Regions from separate parts of the Sus scrofa genome. Here all the other regions are linked to region 1. The links are chromatin contacts, called in public Hi-C maps. All regions are on one chromosome and are shown on one strand. Each heading gives the region's core, a stretch centred on a gene start, on an enhancer-like site or on the middle of the called end of the contact. The rest is flanking DNA. Distances are from core to core; before and after follow the strand shown.

Evidence for each region. Hi-C and Micro-C count contacts between places; a contact is called where the count stands out from the background.
Region 2: a contact with region 1 is called in a Hi-C map of epiblast stem cells, with 3 times the contacts expected there. The contact joins the promoter of SMUG1 here to the enhancer-like site in region 1. A contact is called at or near these places in 5 of 47 Hi-C or Micro-C datasets (embryonic fibroblasts, epiblast stem cells, fetal skeletal muscle and 2 more).
Region 3: a contact with region 1 is called in a Hi-C map of epiblast stem cells, with 2.3 times the contacts expected there. The contact joins two enhancer-like sites. A contact is called at or near these places in 2 of 47 Hi-C or Micro-C datasets (embryonic fibroblasts and epiblast stem cells).

The regions. Positions count from the first base shown.
Region 1 is chr5:18,894,127-18,897,667 of Sscrofa11.1, reverse strand. No RefSeq gene overlaps it. Among named protein-coding and RNA genes, the nearest start is that of ATP5G2, 16 kb to the right of the region's middle. Within about 2 kb of position 1,612, at least 34 of the 83 cell types and tissues checked have an H3K27ac peak or open chromatin away from gene starts, as enhancers often do. A contact at or near this core is called in epiblast stem cells, where this site is marked.
Region 2 is chr5:19,411,331-19,415,099 of Sscrofa11.1, reverse strand. SMUG1 (single-strand selective monofunctional uracil DNA glycosylase) reads left to right here and starts at 2,444. Exons shown (of 6, transcript XM_021091738.1): 1 at 2,444-2,600; 2 at 3,322-3,386. The coding sequence starts at 2,501.
Region 3 is chr5:19,541,395-19,545,344 of Sscrofa11.1, reverse strand. COPZ1 (coatomer subunit zeta-1) reads right to left here. Exons shown (of 9, transcript XM_001927549.5): 9 at 2,972-3,950. Among named protein-coding and RNA genes, the nearest start is that of GPR84, 11 kb to the left of the region's middle. Within about 2 kb of position 2,429, at least 18 of the 83 cell types and tissues checked have an H3K27ac peak or open chromatin away from gene starts, as enhancers often do. A contact at or near this core is called in epiblast stem cells, where this site is marked.

The DNA of each region.
Region 1 (3,541 bases), core at 363-2,862:
CTTGCTCTCTTTCTTTATGGTTGGAGTAATACAGACTTCAATCATAAAAACAATCTCCCAACATTTTAATGGGCTCCATCATGCCCGCACTTGTCGGTATATTTGAAGAATAAATCACCCTCCCCGCTCGGAATGAATTCGCTGTCAAACTCGGCTCCCTCGGAGAAAATGGATGGGGAGCGAGGATGGAGGGGTTTTTTTGGGGGGGAGGGAGGAGTCCTCTCTCCCTCTAACTCCCTTCTAAACTGGGCTTTAGATCGTGGAGCGAGATGCCTGGATCCTGAGTGGGAGGAGGGGAGCAGTCGGGAATTGGTGGAGCTGAGCCAGAAGAGAGGGTTTGAGGCCACAAGGGGCAGGGACTGAGGGACTCCACACGTAAAGAAGCCGCACCTTGGACAGACGTGGAAGAGAGAGAGGGGCAAGAACTGTCGTGGCATTTGACGGAAGGGACAAAATCGTGACTTTGAAAGAGAAGGCCAAGAAGATGCAATAAGCGTACAAACCCGCCTTATTTTGTGTTATTTGGTCGAATTTCTGTCAGACTAGGCCTCAGAGGGAAAAGTTTGAGACATCTCTTTGAAGAAAGAGGAGGCAAAGAGGGCAAGAAACAAGCCCAGGAGTTGCGGCTCTGAGCTTGCAGGTTTCAGCGCCATGAGCTACAGGTCCACGTTGCTGAAGGGGCTGAGAGTCCCTTGGAAATTCTCATTTCCATACAGGTGGCCGTCAGCCAATGAAAACTTGGGATGCGCACACTGCGAGCAGCCAATCCCAGTTAAGGATGAGCCAAGCTGCCAGGCCTAATTGCATCTTGATTGGTTGTGATGTTGCTAGGCAGAAATGGGGACCTGGAGATTGATGCGGGCAAGACCGAAGAGACAGGTGGATATGAAAAGATCTGGAAACCTAGATTCCTGGATTGACATTTTTCTTCCTGTGCTCCTTCAGTCTTAAAGGATTAATGGGGTCAGGGAAATGACTCTCCTTTTTCTCCTCCACCGTGGGACAGAGCCAAATACTTTTCATGTCTTTTCCCCAAAATACCCTCGGAGAAGTCTGGCTCCTTCGAAGGTCTTCTAAAACAAAAACTCCCCAGGAGATATTCCACCCTCACGCTCTGTTTTCCCACTAAGGCGGTCCTTTCTGGGGCCTGCCTTCAAGCCTCCCGACTGTCGTTTAAGGTCAATTTTCTCTAACTGCTCAGAAATCGGAGAAAAATCTTGCCTCCATGTTCTTCTTTCATACCGCAAGTCTCAAAGAGCAAGAGATTTCCCTGCCTTCTAGACACTCCATCACGACCCAAGGGTGCCCCACAAACGCGGCGACGGGTCAAAGCGGCCATAACCTTTCCCCAAAGGGCTGTATGGTAGCGTTCCCAACCCCGAAGCTTCAGCGCCTTCATTTGCATCTCATTTGCATAAACCCCGTTCCCGCAGCGCCCCCTTCCAAGCCAAACTACGGGCCTCTGCCCAGCCTCGGCCCTTCTCCCCGCCACCCTGCATCAGCAGTCCCTCTCCCGGTGCCTGACTCGCCCCCCCTCGCCCTAACCCTCTCTGCAGCCCGCTCGCCCCCACCCCAGCGCACCCCCGCCAGCAGCCTCCGCTGCTGGAGACAGGGCGCCGGAGCTTCCCGCGGCTCCTGAGTCACAGCCTCCCGGGAGGCAGGAGGGGGCGGTGGGGAGAGAGGCGGGGGCTGCCGCCGGGAGCTGCGAACACGCTGGTCTGAACTAGACCGTCCGCGAACAATATGCCACCATTTAAATCTGAACGCGCGCCAGCCGCCGATTGTGATGTTAATTCGGGGATGATTTAGGGGGGCGGGACGGAGGGGGGGCCGCTGGCCGCCTCTCTGTCAAAGTGCTGTCCGGGGGCTTAATATTTGTAATTGAAGCTGATGAGGACTCCGTCTCTGTTTCCACTGATAAAAAAAGGCAGGGAGGGAAAAAGAGCAACTAAATTATGGGGCCGGGAGAAAAACATGATTAATCAAAGGTTTGAACTGTCGCCGTGTTCGAGGCCCAGTAAATCTCGCCCGGCCGGGGCCTGTGGAGGCCGGAGGATAAATCTGAGCCGCCCGTTGTTTGCCGCCCCTTTCTGTTTGCCTCTCGGTTAGCACGTCAATTAATTCGATAATTGGATTTGAAGAGATGTCAGGAGATTACTGAGGGGGAGCTGGGAGCAGTGGGTGTGCAGGAAGGGGCCCGGGGATGGCAGGAGAGGAGAGCGCGCGGGGTCAGGTGTGAAGGGACCAGGAGGGCGGGTCCTGCCCAGGGGACACTCACCCAGCTCGCGAGGAGGAGACCCCGGCAAGGGGAGAGGGGCGGCTGGGCTGTGCGTTCCCGTCGGCTGCGGTTCCCAGCCCCCCTCCCCACACACCCGTCCCTCTAAGAAGCTTTCCTATATTTTCTCGGTTCTGCCCTGGTGCCATCACCCCTTTCCCAGTTCTGTTCTCCATTTGATGGGTGTCCCTGTGTGAATTCATTTGTAACTCTTATGCTGGTTTGTAAACTAAGTTAACGATTCCTTGGGTCCCTCTTCTGGTTCACTCTATCTGACCCAGAGATCCCCCTTCGCAGAGACGGGGGTTCCCAGAAAGGCAGGTGCCAAGACTTCCTTTTGAATCCCTACCCACAGTGGCCAGAACAGGATTTTTTATCCTCACCAAATATTCCTCCTCTCCCCCCATCCCCGTCCTCCCCACTCCCCAACACACACTTAGAATTAATGACCTACAATCAAAGCTACATTCTGCTTAAGGAAAATACATTTACCAACACATCACATACGCATGAAGACTGACCCTAAACTTACAGAAGCAGATGCTTCCAAAATTTAGCCCTTCAGTAGCCTCAGATGGCTCCCCTAAAAGCATGGACTCATCTCCCAGAAGGGAAGTGATATTTTCTCCCTCTCCCTCCCTCTCTCTCTCTCTCTCTCTCTCTCTCTCTCTCTCTCTCTCTCTCTCCCCCCCTCTCTTTTAGGTTTGGGTTTGGGGAGTGATCTTGGTTTGACATTTAGGGGATACAGTAAGATCAGAAGAGAGATGAAGTCTGTGTGTGTGTGTGTGTGTGTGTGTGTGTGTGTGTGTGTGTGTGAGACAGAGAGAGATTGGGAGAGGAAGGAAAAGAGAGAAAGAAGCGCTGGGGGTGTGGGGGGGGGAGATTGATTCCTCTTTAGATTTTTCTCCCTGGTCTTTGCCAAATTTTATGCAGGGTTGGAGAAGAAGGTTAAAAAAAAAAAATGCATGCAAAGGAACCAAGCAAATGATTCTGGAAAATGACAAAAGGAAATTGGAGGCTGGGGAAGGTGGTGAGGGCAGGGACATAAAGACCATCCTGCCAGGTTGCCTGGTATTAGCCGCTCTAGGAAAGGACATTAGCAGGCATTCCAGCCAGAGGGTGCCCTGGTTTGAACACACAGCTACCCTTGATACACAAAAAGAGACTACGGAGACAAAGCCAAGTGAAATAAAAACATGAGGGGTGCAGCAAACAAATTTTTATTTAAGCATACCAATTTAAAACACTGACTGATGCCAACAAAAA
Region 2 (3,769 bases), core at 1,195-3,694, 520 kb before region 1:
GGCTTGGATCTGACGTTGCTGTGGCTGTGGTGTAGGCTGGCAGCTGCAGCTCTGATTCGACCCCTTGCAGGAGAATTTCCATATGCTGCGAGTGCGGCCCTAAAAAGCAAAAAATTAAAAGTAAATAAATAAATAAGTAAATAAATGTGATAGTTTGCATCTACTCACCCCCCCAATTCCATCTCTCTCCCTCCCCCATCTCCCCTTTGGCAACCACAAGTCTGTTCTCTATGTATGGGGGTGGTTTCTTGAGGTGTCTTCTAGTATTGACAACTGTAGTCTTATGGCCACTCTGAGCTGTGTGACCAGGTCTTCGTGGAAGAGGGGGGCTTGGGGCCTGGCCTTAAGGGATGCTGATATTGGCTAAACAGAGAGCAGCGGGAAGGCTGGGGGAAATATGGGCACAAAGCTCAGAGGCAAGACGGTGAGTCATGTCCGGAGGACCATGTGGCTGGCACATGGGGCTGAGAGGCTGGCCCCAAGGTGGGAGAGGAGGTGCCCCTTAGCAGGGCAGGTGTGTGTGACTTGTGCCAGAAGGAGGTGCGGGAGAAAGACGTCTAGGCACCCGTTTGTGAACCCACCCTCTCTCCGCCCCCAGCCCTCCAAGCGACCACACTGAGCTGGAGAGAGCCTGGTATTGGAGAGACAGGGTCTGTGGGATGACTGGGAGTCAGGGACATGCTAATGAGATGCAAACAACATGTAAACCAGCCACTCCCCTCTCCATCCACTGCCTGAGGTCTGTGCAGTCTGAGGTCCAGCCGCAGGAGGAGGTGGAGGCCGAGGGACTTTTCACCTCCTCCTCCAGGGCTCCTCCTGCCTCACTGGCTACGCCTGCCAGACATGGGGACACACTCCTATGCTGCTCTTTCTCTTCAGCAGACCTGGGAGCTGTCCCCTGAGCTGGAGCCCTTGGCCATCCTGTCCATCCCTGGAGGACTGGCCCGGTTCCTGTGGGAGCTGCCCAAAGCCCACAGGAAGTGTCTGAATCTCCCTGAGAGGGGAGTGCAGGGCAGGTCAGAAAGATGTCTTGAGAGAAGGAGCAACAGGGATGGGGCAGGGCTGGGGAGACTGAAGGGTAAGAGATGGGGTGTGGAGAGGCCCGAGGAGAAGACACATTTCCAGGAAAACGGAGAGATGTGGACCCCGTGGGCAGGAAGCCCCAGAGACCCTGACTGACAGGCAGACAGACAGAGACCGTCTCATGGGTCCGCTCAGGACACGCCAACCAGCGCCTCTGTTGGCTTCCTCTTGCCTGTCTGCCTGTCTCTGGCGGATGGTCCCTTTGTCTGTCTAGCTCTTTGTTTGTTTGTCTCTTTGTTTGCCTGTCTCTCTCCCAGCTCCCCCCGCCCCCCTTTCCCCTCTGCTGTCTGTCTCTTGGTCTAGACCTCTCTATCTGTTGCTGGCCTCTGCCTTCTTCATCTCCATGAACTGCTCACTGGGATCGTGGGACCCCGGGGTCCTTGCCTCCTGGTTTCGGACAGGTTCACTCCTCCTCCTGAATTTGGGTCTCAGTTTCCTCCTTTCTAAGGGGCCCCACCCTCTGCCTCTTACTGTGTTTATAAGACTCAGGGGTGTGGGCTGGTGACTGTATTTCTCATGGCTCAGGCATCAGAACAAAGGGTTTAATTCATCTGAGAGGTGATACTGCTGTTCCACCTCCTAAGGACAAAGCAGGAAGAAAATGACTGCAGCATGAGGCACAGGAGTTAGACATTCAGAGGGACTTCCCAGTAGGTAGGAACGGGGGCTATTAGGACAGGTCAGCCTAGAGAGATTAAATAACTGCCATCATAATCTTTTGTAGAGGAGTCCCACCGGGGGAGGGGAGGTTTGGACCACATGACCTTCCCTGGTCTGTGCCGTCTAAGAAAATGTCTTTTGATGTGAAGTAAGAGGAACTTGCTTGAGGAGGGTAGGATACCAGCCTCTGCCATCACCTACCCTAGGTCCCACCCGCACAAGCTCCCAGGTGGCAGGGGAGAGGGCCCGGGGCGGGGGGGAAGAAGGTAGAGGAAGTGCTATCTATCTCCTCTCCTCCACCCGGTTTCCCCACCATCTTCCCAAGCTCAGGACCACCCTGCCCCCGCCCCCCAACAATCCATGAGAGATGGCTGCTGGGGACGGAGTGATGTATGTAATGCAGATAAAATGTCAGCAATTCTAAATGGGTCCGGAGATGCAGCCATGGGGGGGGGGTGGAGGGAGAGAGGGCGGAGCAGGGGGGAGAGAGGAAGGGAAAATGAGATGTGGGACCTCACCAGGACGGCAGCAGGGGCAGACACCCCCTCCTCCCAGCAAAGGCCAGAGGAGGGGTGGGCCCAGGCGGCAGGAGCCCAAATGAGATTTTGAAGAGGGAGCTGGAGGGTGGGGGGTGGCGGAGCGGAGGAGGCGGGCGGGGGCAGTGGGGCCGGAGCTGCTGATGTATAGCGGTTTCATAACTTCCTCAGTATTAAAGGCAGGTTCATGGGGAGGGCAGCGCCATTAATCACCAGGCTGAATGGGGCTGGGATTTGCTGAGAGGCGCGCTTGCTGTCTGCTGTGCCCGCCCGGCTCAGGGTGGGAGGGGGCAGGCCGGGATGCCCCTCCTGAACTGAGGGGTAAGACCCCAGGAATCTGTTTTGGGTGTTGGGAAAGTGGGTCCTTGTAGAGGAAGTGGAGGGGGTGGCGCTGGGGAACCTGGCAGGAAGGAGGAGGAGAAGGGTGAGGAGGACTGTGACAGGGGCTGGGGGAAGAGAGGCAGGGGCTGCGGGGAATGATGAGGGGCAGTGGCTGTGGGGACCCTGGAGGAGAAAAACTGGGGAGGGAGGATTGTGCATTTGAACATGAAATTGATCACATGTAAATATAATGCAAATGACATGCAAATGAGCCCGGGATTTCTCAGAGTCCATAGCTTAGGCATTTTCTTCCTTGGGCTGAGAATTGGGGCCAATTTGCATCCGGTTCATGCCCAGTGCCTTGATTCTTTATTATTAATATTTTCAGAGGGAGAACACAGGCCTCACTTGTTAAGGAGGAGAGGGAGCCAATGCGGGGCTGGTCCTCTGGTCACCCTGGGAAAGGGCGAGGCCCTCCCCTCCCCCCACCCACGGTAGCATCAGGAAAATTGACATGCCTGAGTGACAGTGAGGGGGCTGAGTGATAGGACTCCTGGGCTGCACGCCTGAATTGATGGGGGTCTGGGAGGCAGAGGCTCAGCAGTGAGGCAGAAAGATGGAGAGAGAGAGACAGACCTCCACAGCTCAGAGACAGATAAGCAGATACGATGAGGGTGGCTCCCTGGGCCCGCAAGGTAGCCGTTGTCATCCTCTCTTCCAGGTGAAGAACGAGATGACCAGCCCCAGGTTCAGAGAGGTGATGATCATCCTAAGGTCACGCCGCTGGTAAGTGCCAGACCCTCAGCTCCGAGTGCCCTTGAAGGTTCAGCGATGCTTTCAATCCACCGTAAGAACATCTCCGAACGAGATAAAAACAGGGAGCAGATATCCGTGTTTTCAACAGGGATTTATTGAGCACCTAGCAGGTACAAAGCAGAGGGCCTGTGTTCAGGAGAGAGAAGGCTGAGTGTTGGTCTCTCAAAATTCACAGCAGGGGCTGTAAGACATTTCAGCAATAAGTGAAACTCGCCAGGGAGGTTCGTGCAAAGGGCGGATCAGGGAAGGCGTCGCAGGGGAGGTGGCATTTGCTGTGGGCCTTGGGGAGCGGGCAGAATGTGTATTCAGTGGTGGAGATGGGAAGGGAAGAATGTTCCAGGCGAGGGGGGCAA
Region 3 (3,950 bases), core at 1,180-3,679, 650 kb before region 1:
GAGATGAGTGACAGTGAATGAGTCTCTGCTTTGATGGGAGGACTGCACTGTGTTATGATATGGGATGGAAGGAGGTGGGGGGGGCAATAGGTAACCAGGATGTTCAACTAAGGGAGGAGGGGTGACATGGGAGGGAAGAGAGATTGATAGAGAAAAGACACAAAAGGGCAAAAGCACTAAAGAAAGAAGGATAAGGACTTAGGCTTCCCTTTATTTTATTCATTCATTCTTTTTAGGGCCACACCTGTGGCATATGGAAGTTCCCAGGTTAGGGGGAGAATCAGAGCTTTAGCTGCTGACCTAGCCACAGCCACAGCAACGCAGGGATCCAAGCCAAGTCTGTGACCTACACCTCAGCTCACGGCAATGCTGGATTCTTAACCCACTGAGCCGGGCCAGAGATCGAACCCACAACCTCATGGATACTAGTCGGGTTTGTTACCGCTGAGCCACAATGAGAACTTCCTAGGCTTCCCTTTAGGTGTATGGTTTGGGTCAGTCTGAAGGCAAAGCCGAGGGGCATGTACTGAGTCCAGTTGAGACACAGATCCAGAGACGAGATCTGGAGTCCCAGTCAGAGAAACGAGGGTGCGATCATCCACCAGGCAGCCACAATTCTGAGCTCTCTTGCCTACCTGGGAAGAGCTCTGAGACCTCTTTCTCCTCTGCAGACAGTTCCCTCCCCACTCCCCTCCTCCTCCCCAACCCCTCCCCACCCCACCAGTGAGAATGACATCAGCGCTGGCTGCCACCGTGCTCAGCCCTGCTGATGTACTCTCCCATGGGTGAAACAGAGGCCAGTCACCTCTGCCCCATTCATTCTCCAGTCCTCCAGTCTGGGAGCTGGGGCTCACACCAGCCAGCACCCTGGGGTGGGAGTGGGAGGAGGCTGTACCAGGAAGGCCTCTGCAGGACATGGTGGAAAAAAAAAAAAAACGGGAAGGGCATTGACACCGGGGGGAGGGAGAGGAACTGGAGGGGGCCACTGAGGAAGAGGGGCTGCAGCACTAAATCACCCTGTGGGGGGGCTCCCTGTGCCTGAGCTCAGTGGGGTGGGGAAAGGATAGACATTTGGAGAGGGGGAGAGAAGAATGGGGAATCGCCACATCTGGCAGGCAGGTGTCTGGCACTATTCAGACTGTAGTCACTTTCCCAGCCAAAGGGGAAGAAGGGGGAGAGGGAAGGAGGGGCTTCCCAGGGTCCCTGGGGGAAGAGGGAAAGGCTCACAGAGACAGAGGCCTGGCCCAGAATCAGACAGAAAGAGACCAGGGGAAGGAGACAATCAGTCCCTGGTCCCCAGCCTCCTTTTTCACTCAGTGCTGGGGATGGCTTTGTTGGATAGGCCAGGGCACCTAATGGGAAATAGAGGAAGCAGGAAACGTTCAAACCAGGCCAGGTTGAGGAAACAAGCTCAGAGAATCCCAAGTTTGAGAACCGGACAGAAGCCCGTTCCCCACATCATCACTGATCAAGCAGCCCTCGAATGGAATCTCACACCGACAGGGACTCACCCCCATCCCCTCCACACACACACCAGGGTCCATGCTGGGTGATGACTAGGAAAATTAGGATGGTAATCTTTTTTTTTTGGTCTTTTTGTCTTTTCTAGGGCCGCACCCACAGCATATGGAGGTTCCCAGGCTAGGGGTCTAGTTGGAGCTGTTGCTGCCGGCCACAGCCACAGCCACATCAACACCAGATACGAGCCGCATCTGCAACCTACATCACAGCTCACAGCAACCCCGGATCCTCAACCCACTGAGCAAGGTCAGGGATCGAACCCACAACCTCATGGTTCCTAGTTGGATTCGTTAACCACTGAGCCACGATGGGAACTCCCAGGGCGGTAATCTTAATGACTGGACAATGCTTTTCCCGTGGGTCAGCTGGGCAAGCACAAAAATACCTAGCCCTCATCCAGCCCCCTGTACCCCAACTTTCAGTGCAGGACTGCAGGGTGCTATATCCAAGCATTTTTCTTTTTTACTATCTGCTAAGGGGAACCCTGGGCCCAGGTGCCCCAGAGCTGCTGAGCTGAATTGCTAGGCTCTCAAAGAACAGGCAAGACTGGGCAACTCTAGGTTTCGAGTCTTGATGCTAGAGACATTCTTCCTCCTGCGGTTACCTTCCTTCCCTCGTCCTTTCCTATCTGCGGTGCTAATGCAGTCTCTCTTGCCTAACCCTGGAATTACAGGCCCATCTCCTGGGCAGTAGAGGTGACAGCGGAGACCCTTCAAATGGCAGTGCAGAGAAGGGCTCCCCACACTGCCCCCCTCCTTAAAATCCTGCAGAGGAAGGGGGAAAGAAAACCAAAGCATTCTCCTGTCGCCGAGGCAACCATAAAAACCCCCAGCTAAATCCATCTTGTGAGCTCACCGCCCCATTAAGATGCAGGGCCAGGCTCTGCGCCAGCCCAGCCACATTCATTTGTGCGAATAAAGGTGGAGGAGGGGGAGGGGAGCAGGCTCTGGAGGGACGGGGAAATGGCGAGGAGAGGTTATTTACACCACCGTCCTGACCTTCTGGAGCAGCGCTGGCTCCGATAAATAACCCGCTCAGCGCCGTTTCAGAGCGGGAGTGGGAGGTGCAGGAAGGGAGCCGGGGCTGCAGGCGAGCCCCCACGCAGGTGCGCGTCTCCGGGTTACTAATGGCTGAGGCGGGAGCAGGCAGCTGGCTTTGGGGGTGGTGGGGGAGAACTCAGTTCCCTGGGACTCCCACTGAGAAAATACCATCCCCACCCCACCCCTGGCGCCAATTTCCAGGCGAGTGGACGGAGAGATGCCAAGGAGGCAAACAGCCTTGTAAATTAGGGATGGGGGGGCGGGGGAGGGGAGATGCTGGGGAGTCTCTGAGGTAGGAGAGAAGAAATATTATAAGATGGGGAGCGCGGGGTGGGGGGGGAGGCTAGAGGAATAGGAGCAGCTGCCAAAAAGAGAGGAAGAGGAACAGAAACATCACACAAAGGCAGTTTGGAAAAAAAAATGTTTTATTCCTTTTTGCACAGAGCAGTACCTGAAGGTGGCCATCATCCTGACTCCATACATCTCTTACACAAAAACGCCCCCCTCAAGGATGCCCAGTTATCTGCCCCCACTTCAGTCTTGGAGAACTGGCAGTGAGTGAGTGGGGCAGAATGCTAAGTCTCAGGAAGGTTTTTTGAGACATTTTTGTGGGAAGTTTTGAGACCCAACAGTGGTGTTCCATCCTCCATCTTCCTGGGAAAATCCAAATCCCAAAGGTTTTCGGAAGAAAGGTACCTCTCTCAGCGACCAAGGCTGGGGAAGCGCCCAGACCTACTGCCTGGATGTAAGACTGAGGCAGAGAGAGGACAGAGTTAAGCGGCAGAGATCGCAGCCCCAAGACAGACGGAGGGAAATGCATTGTGAGGGAGAGAAGGGGACTGAGAGAACCCAGAGGCCCAAGTCATAAATTCCACTCTGTCCCCCAGTTCTGAGCAGATACTCTTCTTCCCAAGACCAGAATGGAGTTTTGATTCAGGGACTGGCCTTGCTCCAGGGCACAGAGAGAACGAGCCAGGCAAAGATCCCACGGGTGGTGAAGGTAGTGAGTTAAGCTATTCGGACCAAGAGATGGACACTCCCACAAGGAGCACTCACAAACCACAGCAGTTTGAAGCTATAAGCTAGGATCAGAGTAAAAAACTGCAGCTGTGTCTGAAAAACAGAATTTTATAAGCCCTCTCCAATAAAACTTAAATCACCGCTTCTTCCCCTCTGTCTTTTGCCTATGAGCTGTTCCCAATCTTTCTTCCCAGGCTGGAGGACTGGGCAGTAAGAGGGACCCGATGTGCCTCTCCCCACCCCCACTCTTTCTATGGAAAAGAATTCTCTCTCCCTCCCCTCGTTGGACATATGGGCTGCTGAGACGAAGGCCGCGTAAAGGCAAAGGGAGGAAAACGCTCAGCACATTCTTTCTCCTGCTTTGATCTG